Linked DNA regions of Mus musculus: region 2 is linked to region 1. The links are chromatin contacts, called in public promoter capture Hi-C maps. All regions are on one chromosome and are shown on one strand. Each heading gives the region's core, a stretch centred on a gene start, on an enhancer-like site or on the middle of the called end of the contact. The rest is flanking DNA. Distances are from core to core; before and after follow the strand shown.

Region 1 (4,717 bases), core at 1,256-3,755:
GGCCACTTGGGCAACCTGAACGTCTACCCTTTAAGTGCAGCTTTGTGTATGGGCCAGAACTCGACATTAGGCATCTTTTTTCTTTATATGTTGACAGAGTCTCTCACTGAACCCAGAGCTTACTGATTTGACTAGACTGGCTCTAGTCTCTTCCCCACAGCTGAAATCACAGGTGCACTCCAGTATGTCTGGGTTTTAACATAGGTGCTGAAAAATCCAAAGATTCTCTGGCTTGCACGGCAAGCACTTCACCAATGAACTCAGTCATCCAGCCATCCTTCCAGCCTCTTCACCAATGAACTCAGTCATCCAGCCATCCTTCCAGCCTCTTCACCAATGAACTCAGTCATCCAGCCAGCCTTCCAGCCTCTTCACCAATGAACTCAGTCATCCAGCCATCCTTCCAGCCTCTTCACCAATGAACTCAGTCATCCAGCCAGCCTTCCAGCCTCTTCACCAATGAACTCAGTCATCCAGCCATCCTTCCAGCCTCTGAATGAGGCTCTCAAAGGGGACCTTTGAGTACCTGAGAGGATGCAACAGCCACAGCCTGGAAGACCAAAATACAGTCATGTACAAATTTCTCTGAGCTATGAATGTTCTGTCTGCATGTGTACCTGCAGGCCAGAAGAGGGCATCAGATGCCTTTGTCGATGGTTGTGAGCCACCATGTAGTTTTCGGGAACTGAACCTCTGGAACAGCAGCCAGCGCTCTTAACCGCTTATTCATCTCACCAGCCCCACCAAACAAATTTAATTGAAATAATTATCAAGGGAGGATATAAAATTGCAAGGCAAAATGCACACCCTCAGTTTTGTTGACTAACTTATTTGATAGAGAGTCTTGACATATTGCCCAGACTTGGAATTCTCCTGACTCAGCTCTCCAAGTAGGTGGAGATATTGAAATTATTTATATGTATGCTTATAGTTCTAGGTACACTGAAGAGCTGGAAGGATATAGGTTTCTAAGACACCGAGTTGGATACCAGGCACACCGACTGATTTTGAATACTTAGAGCCACTCCACCAGTTGTTGTCTGAATTTATGAGGAAAGCACAGTCTTACATGTTGAGCATTACTCTCAAATTAATCCACATATTGGGTAGCCAGCTTGGGACCCAGAGCCAGGTCTGTCTGCCATCAGAGAAAGTTAGGATATCACAGTAACAGAGAGCATGGCCAACTCTAAGCAGTTAATTCTAGGTCACCTTTAAAAAGTATTTCTTTAAGCGTTTTTGTTGGGAGCTATTAAGATAACACTATTGTCCTGATCTCTGAATTGGGCCTCTTCCCCCGAGAAGAAAAGAGGGTCAAAAGCGGGCCACCGGCACACCGCTCCGAGAACAACCACAGATTGTTCCAGCCCTAAGTCAGCGCGGATGTCCTGACCTCAAGATACCCTGATACCGCCAAGTTCCTGCTTCCACGTGTAACTGCCTAAGAATGTGCAATTCTATTGCCCCTCCCCCACTGATAAGTACTTCTCCTTTTGCTTGTATTGCCCCATCCCTCCCGCTGATAAGTATCTGTACTTCCCCTTTTCCTTGTGCAATTCTATTGCCCCATCCTTCCTGCTGAAAGGCACTTCCCCTTTTGCTTGTGCATTTAAACCTCAGGCCTGACTAATACATTTGGGGGCTTTGATGCATTCTAGAAGGTCTCCGTGTCGTTATTCGCACAAGGCCCTCGTCCCTCTCTACCCCCCATTTGGTTCTTAGGAGGAGGTCCCCTCGAGACCCTCGAATAACTGGACCTGCTGGACGGGTCACCTTTTTATGAGACCATTTCGTGTGTCTGTCTCCTACACATGCTCCACTTACATGCTTGGTATCCTGGAGGTCAGAGAGGGCACTGGAGCTTCCCAGAACTAGAGTAAAAGTTGGTATTTGGACCCAAAGCCAGGTCCTCTGCAAGAGCAGCCAGTGCGGTCCTGATGTATGTTTTCAAATCAAGGGTTTTTAAAATAAAAATAAAAATCCAGAGAAACTGGCAAATCAACCCTGAGACTAGACACTCTGCTAGGAATGTAATATTATCTTCCTCATCCCTCCAGTTACACATGCTTAATAGAAGCAAGCCTGAAAGAACTCTTGCTCCAGTCACCCTGGGATTGCCATTAGTTTGTTATGTGACCTATGCCCCAGATAAAGAATCTGCCAATATGCCATCTGAGAGTCTCAACCGTGCAGAATGACACACAGTGGCGGCTAGCTGCAGAAAGCCCTCTTGCTTCCCATAGGAGGAATTTGTGAGTCATTTTATTAGCTAGTCTTCTTTCACCTGTGGCTGATCCTGGCTTCTTAGGATCAAACAAAACAAAACTGGGTGTAGAGATTGAGGCCAGCCCTTCCCTGTAGCGCAGTACTATTTACAGCCTGCTTCTTGCACTGTGGCAGCTGCCACCGTCAGGGAGGGAGGCCAGGGAAGTTTCCTTGAGGGCTTGTCCGGCTATCTGAGTCACGTGGGGTGGGGTTCATTTCCCTCGGACTTTGGCACAGTCAAGTGCAGGTGTGTCTTCAACGAGTAGGCTGTGAGGCTGCTGCCTTGAGAGAGCAAGGATTTCTACAAGGAGCAAAGGGAGGCTTTGGGATCTCATTTGCACAATGACGGACAGAAGCCCCTTTGAGACAGACATGCTGACCCTGACCCGTTACGTTATGGAAAAGGGGCGACAGGCCAAAGGGACCGGAGAACTCACCCAGCTGCTCAACTCGATGCTGACTGCCATCAAAGCCATCTCTTCCGCAGTGCGCAAGGCCGGCCTGGCCAACCTGTAAGTCCTGGAGAGCATGCGCAGGCAACCCAAGCCAGGGTGTGGAAGCCACAGACCGGTGCTTGTGCTAGAAACGGGGTCCAAAGCTAATTTGCTCTTTGTGCCGTAAGGACACTGCATTTAAATTCTTTAAGCCTGCTTTGATAAAGCAGCCTTTGGCATGTTTTGCAAGGAAAGGGAAAAACTGCTTAGCAACAAACTGCAGAGAAAAGTGTGACTACCGGTTACTTGGGATTATAATGGTAACACTATAGCTTGTTGCCTCAAAACCTATATTGAATTCTCATTACTTATATTTGCAAAGTCTTAATGGGACTTTAAAATGTGTTTTGATGCCTTTTTTTTTTTTTTTTTTTTTTACCCCGTACAGGTGTGTTCAGTTGTCATGACCTCTGTCAGTATTGTGGGGTAGAAATCACCAGAACACAGGTTAAGGGGGCTTGACTGTCATGAAAAGAACCTGGCTCAGTTTTCTCCATCTTCACGTGGTGTTCAGGAATCTGGACAGGCTGGGCTGGGGCAGGCACAGCAGAGCACCTTTGCTTGGTTCTCTTTTGCAAAACAGGGCCACGTTCATGCTGGAGTTGCTCTTGGCCACAGCCAGGAGTACGGTTTTAAGGCATGATGAAAAGAAATCACTTCCTTTGGACTTCCATTTTGATTCCAGTGAAGGGCCCCTCTGAAGTCGAAGGAAGGGACATACATGTGTGTGTGTGTGGGGGGGGGGGACCCTCGAAGAAGAGCCAACAAAGTCCACCTATTTAAAATGTTTATTCTCGATCGTGTGGTGCCTTTATTCCCAAACTGTGACAGCATTAATTTCATAATTGCAATCATAAAACCACCACAGAGCTTACTATGTACGTGTTTAGGAACAGATAACAGGACCCAAATTAAAGATGATTGATTGGCTCTTTCCCCGGCCCGTGCTGTCCCTTAACTGTGTGATTACTTCATTCGGCAAGAACGGCCAAGCGCTCTCTGCCTTTAAGAACATGCTTCCAGAATGGGCGTTGCCTGCATGTGTGAAGATCATCCCCGAGTAACATTAGATAGCGTCTTTGCTACTCCTGTGTTCCCGCTCTGCTATAATTAGGGCGGTTTCCTGTGGCCACTCAGGACTTTTGCCCACACTTTTAACCCCTCCTCCGTGCAGGCCTCTCGGCTCCACAGCAACTCTCTTGGCAGCGTTCCTTGTGTATCTGCCACAGTCTGCTTCTCAGTGGTTCAGCATCCGACCAAGGGCCATGAAGGTCTAGATAGTTAAGTGCTTTATTTAACTTGGTTTTTCTTACCTTGTAGCTGTGGAATATGGTTTATTCTCGCTAAGACCTCCATGTTTGTAAATCTGGGAGCTACTAATAGTTTTAACACAAAGGGCTGTTACAAGGGTTAGTAAGTCATTAGGGCTATGGTTCTGACAGTGATAAATACTCAAGACATGCCCCACTATTAGCTACCATGGTTCTGAGACCATTCGAGGAAAAACTTACAGACTGGCCTATGTGGTGATTGACCACTTGGTGGCAGGCTCAGCCCTGGAAGTGGTGTCAGACAGAGTCCTAGGTCCCTGGACTGCTCTTCATAGTGGGGAAACCCTAACCTCCTCACACAGAGAGCAGCCACGGGGGTGGGGAGGAGACAGGGGCTGCAGGTACCCTGGCCTTGTCCAGTGCAGCTGTGTCCAGCCTTTAGGCATCGTGACAGGACCTCGTGGTTTACAGATGTGTTGGGCAGCATTCACGCACATGGCCAGTAGGTGGCAGGCTGTACACATTTGCTCAGCTCTTCATGCCCCAGCAACAGCTGCTTACATAGGAGACTGTGATCCTGAGGCAGAGCAAACCAATTTAATTGTTCTATTTGTTTGCTTACACGCTGCCGTTTTGAACCAAGGGGTAACAGCCTTTGAGGTCATGACGTTTGACGTGAGGTTGTTT
Region 2 (4,717 bases), core at 1,294-3,793, 110 kb before region 1:
GGCGGAGAGCAACATGAACGACCTGGTACCAGCAGTACCAGGATGCCACGGCTGATGAGCAGGGAGCAGGGTGAGTTCGAGGAGGAGGAGGGCGGGAATAAGGCTTGAGTTCCCCAGGCCAAGCAGGTTAGGGAAAGCTGAGATGAAAGAAGGGGGTGGGGTGGGGGGCTTAATCTGTGAAAATACCTTGGCAGTTGAAGGAAGGAGAATGGTCTTAGGTTTGTGCTGGGTCTCTGGTGCTCTTCACTGTTGCCTGTCACTTTTTTTCTCTTTTTGTTATACCGATAACATCAATGTAACACTTGAGATCTTTCTGAACTCCTGTTGTAATGGCTAAAATCACATAAACCTTTGTGTCCTAACGGTGTCTTGTTTTCTTTCTCTTCCTTTCTTCCTATCAAGCTCTTTCTTATCAACTTAAATCCACCTTTCTGAACACAGAAAATTTTCTTCCTTTAGAAAAGACTGAAAGCCCAGGTGTTTCTTCTTTGGGTATGCTACTAATATAAGTTGAACCAAAAATGGCCTTACTTAATCCAACAATAAGTAAGAAACAATGGATTTTTAAATGTCCTTTGGTACACGGGGGGGGGGGGGGGGGGGGAAGCCCGGCAGACGCAAATGCAAAGCACCTGGGGAGTCAGAGACAGCAAAGGTTCTGAGGAAGTCATCACATTTCAGCACAGGCCAAGTGATGTTTGTGACTGCATACCAGAAGAAAGAAGGCAAGAAAACCACTTGATGCCTTTAATTTATTTATTGATATTTACATTACTAGAAAAAAAGGGGGGGGGGCAAACGTAAAATCACTCATTTCTTGGATCTCTGAATAGAAGGTACTTACAAAGCAACATCATTTTCCATGTATGTCACAATTAAAGATAAGGGTGCTTTCGCTCTTCTCTCTCTCTCTCTCTCTCTCTCTCTCTCTGTGTGTGTGTGTGTGTGTGTGCGCGCGCGCGCGCGTGCGCGTGCCTGTAGGAAGAAGACATGTTTCCAGATGTCTTAACTTTAAGAATATGAGAATTTACAACATATTTACAAAGTATCAAAATAGGGGCTTAAGAGGCAGCTCAGTGGGCTGGAGAGATGGCTCAGCGGTTGAGAGCACTGACCACCGACTGCTCTTCCACTGGTCCTGGTTTCAATTCCCAGCAACCACATCGTGGCTCACAACCGTCTGTAATGGGATCTGGTGTCCTCTTCTGGTGTGTCTGAAGAGAGCACTGGTGTACACATATACATAAAATAAATAAATGAATCAAGAAGAAGAAGAAGAAGAAGAAGAAGAAGAAGAAGAAGAAGAAGAAGAAGAAGAAGCAGCTGCTGCTGCTGCTTCGGCGGCATCTCAGGCTGAAAACCACCTGCTGTGTAAGCACGAGGACGCAAGTTCGGTCCCCAGAACCTGAGTGGAAAGTTTCAGGTCTGTGATTCCAGTGCTGGGGAGATAGAGGCGGGCATTTTCAAGAGTTGCTGGCTAAACCAATCTACCTGGCAAGCTCTAGGCCAGTGAGAGAACCTGTCTCAAAAACACATAAACAAAAAACGGTGGCCAGCATCTATGAAACCACAGTTGATGTTATCCCTTGTCTCCACATGCGTACACGTATTGCACACGTGCATGTGTGTGTTACACACACAATTCATATGGTCAGATGGGTGAATAAACGTATGGAATCACATATGACTAATGTAAAAAGCCTGGAATTTGACCACTGATGGTGGTTATTTTTAAAGGGGAGGAAGAGGAGAGGAGAGAGAGAGACCTTGAAGCCATGCATAACCTTGAATTTAAACTTGCCCTTTGCTTTTGGTTACTGGGAATTTTTCACCCAGTCAATTTGATGGAGCTGAGCCTCAGTTATTTTCTCTGTAAGGCAAACATAATAGTTCATAACTTGCAATACTGCATGAACTAAGGAGACAATGAAATGTAAGTGCAGGGCACAATCCCTGGAGTCTAAAAGACAAGTCGACAGTAAACAATATTATTCTCTGTAGCTCCCAATACGGGACAACCTAATCTTTACCAACTAGGAAATCACTAGCAGCCTTCTCAAATCACACGGAGCACAACACACCCTTCTGAAATGAATGCGCTAGTTGCACGTGGAAACAAAACAAAAGCACGAGGGATCAGAATTGAATTCAGCATCAACACGAGCCCAGTTGTCACCTTTGAAAACAGCTCTAAGCACCGCTCCGCTGGCCGGTGTGGTTTCCGTCTACCATGAGCACCACCTTTGCAGGTAGCGGTCGCCGCAAGTGCTGAGCGCTAATACTGCGGCTACAATTTATGTGACAGCATCCCAAGGGCTCGCCCCAGACAAGTCAGACAGGATCCCACCGCCTCGCTTCACAAGAGGCGAACAGGATCCCACTGGCTCACCACAGGGCAAGACGGATCGGATCCTACCTGCTCACCCCACCAGAGGTCGTGGGTCCGCATAACCCGGAGCGGCTGCTTGACACCGGAGCTGCAGGTTACCTGTCTCAGCTGCGGTGCTGCTGCAGCTACACTTCCGCAGACTCCGGGTTACCACGGGCTACCAGGCAAACACTAATTGCGTCATCAACACGCGCCAGGGTCGGCCGCTTCCCCCTCCCACCCCCTGTAGGCCAGTTCCTCGGCCGCTACTGCGCAGGCGCAGGGCTGCTAGTGGCCACGGTATCAAGACTCCAGACGCGTGAACTACACGCACGCCTCACTGAAATACAAATGTGTCGTTTTTGCCTTTGAGACAGGTCTCTCTGTGTAGTTCTGAGTGGTCTGGAACCTACTATGTAGACCAGGCTGGCCTCGAACTCAGAGATCAGCCTGCCTCTGCTTCCTGAGTGCGCTGTTTATTCTTCATTCCACATTTCTGAAGCATATGATTGGACTTTACATATTCATCCCAGCACAGTGCCTTAAATAAGATCATACTATGCGCCATACAGACAGTTACAGTATCTGCGGCTACAAAAGTGGGCCAGTTGTGCTTGCCTTTGTAGAGACAATCTTTGGTTGAGAAAGCAAGTTCTGAATAGTTCAACAGAATATTCCCTTTTTAAAAATTCATTTAGTATGTGGGGTGGTGTGTAATTGTATGTATGTCTAGGTACACGAATGTACAAATGGACCCCCTTGGAACTGGAGCTGCAGAGATAGTTGTAAGCTACCCCGTGAGTGCTGTACACCAAACCCAGGTCTTCTGCAACAGCAGCCAATGCTCTTAACCACTGAGTTAAGCTGCACCACATCAGCTAATTCTCGTATGGATGTTCTTAGAGGTACACATATGGAAGTAAGTCTCTGAAAAATGGAAGGAAGTCAGAGCCACTTCACTACAGGAGGTCTAATACCCTCTGAGGAGACTCATTTAACTGGGAAGAGAGGGGAAGGCTATAAAGACCTGCGAGCAAAGCAGCTAGAAGGATCAGAAGCACCTAGTACATGCAGCTTGTGGCGCCCTTGAAGAACACAGGGTGAAACCAACAAGGCCCAAAGGCCCCATCCTGCAGCACATTTCTGGGCCACTGTAAGCAAGGAGCGTGGATTCTGTCGCCAGGGAAGAGTGAGTGACAGGAACTAGTTTTGAAACGCAGAGCAGGCTGCTGTGTGTGCTGGGCATGAAGCACACAGAAAGAAGGGACTGGTGAGATGTGATGGAGAAAAATGGATACATATAAAAGGTAATTTGGAAATTGATGTGACAGGTGGGAAGGATTAGATAAAAGTCTAGACAAAAAAAAAAGTTACTGAAAGTGAGTGCTAGAATAGATTTGTTGAACTCTATAGTGAGAACCAGGTTTGTTCCATCTTTCAATCCTGACTTCTTTGCCTTCCTGTTACCCAACACTGTAGGACCACACACACACACACACACACACACACACACAGTTTCCCCTTTCCGTAACTCTTTCCTTCTTGGACTCCTTATGTTACCATCCCCAAGCCTTCAGCAGGCTTGCAATTCTAAGAGGAGAGGCATGTGAGGAGGCTAAGGAGAGGGGCTCTCCTTCCCTACTACTCGTTAGTTCATTTTGGCCACTAAAATGCTGGCCTGTGTGTAACACCCTACCAATCTTAAAAAGAAATGGTTATAAAAATATCTGTCCACACAAACTCTCCCAAACCTTTTTAAAAGATTTTAAAAATTGTTAAAATATGTATATGTGGGGATCCATGCCCATGAGTGCAAGTATCCATGGAAACCAGAGGCACTGATCACCCCCTCCCCCCGAGCTAGAGTTACAGGCAGATATGGACTGCCAGATGTGTGTGCTAGTAACCAAACTCAGGCTCTTAATCTCTGAGCCACCTCTCCAGCCTCCCAAATCTCCAAAATCTTACACAATAGTGGCTAACTCTACTTTGTTAAACTTTTTTTTTTCCTGGCCAGCTGAAACTGCAAGCTACCTTCTATTCTATCAGGCCACAGAATTTTTCCCTAGCACCCACTGAGATCGTGTGGAAAAGATTGAAAAATCAAAAGAACTTTTTGTGTGTCTCAGCTGGACAAAATCTAATAAAGGAATGGATGGTGCAGACTACTGACTATCTCCCAGCACCCAATATTTTTTCTTCATAGGAAGGAAACTTCGATTTTTAGATAAATTTTAGGGAGAAGCAGCTCATAGCAGAACCACACGATCTCACTGGGGGGCTAGGAAAAGATTGTGTAACCTTATTAAAATCTGCTTTCATTCTGCCTTTTCTAATACACTAGGCTGA

What was found. Capture Hi-C pulls out chosen DNA fragments and counts their contacts.
Region 2: a contact with region 1 is called in a promoter capture Hi-C map of adipose tissue. The contact joins the promoter of Aopep here to the promoter of Fbp2 in region 1. A contact is called at or near these places in 1 of 39 promoter capture datasets (neural stem cells) and 2 of 9 other capture datasets (adipose tissue and liver).

The regions. Positions count from the first base shown.
Region 1 is chr13:62,856,188-62,860,904 of GRCm38.p6, reverse strand. Fbp2 (fructose bisphosphatase 2) reads left to right here and starts at 2,505. Exons shown (of 7, transcript NM_007994.4): 1 at 2,505-2,777. The coding sequence starts at 2,608.
Region 2 is chr13:62,962,719-62,967,435 of GRCm38.p6, reverse strand. Aopep (aminopeptidase O) reads right to left here and starts at 2,543. Exons shown (of 16, transcript NM_001289926.1): 1 at 2,417-2,543. It also overlaps the pseudogene Tubb2a-ps1.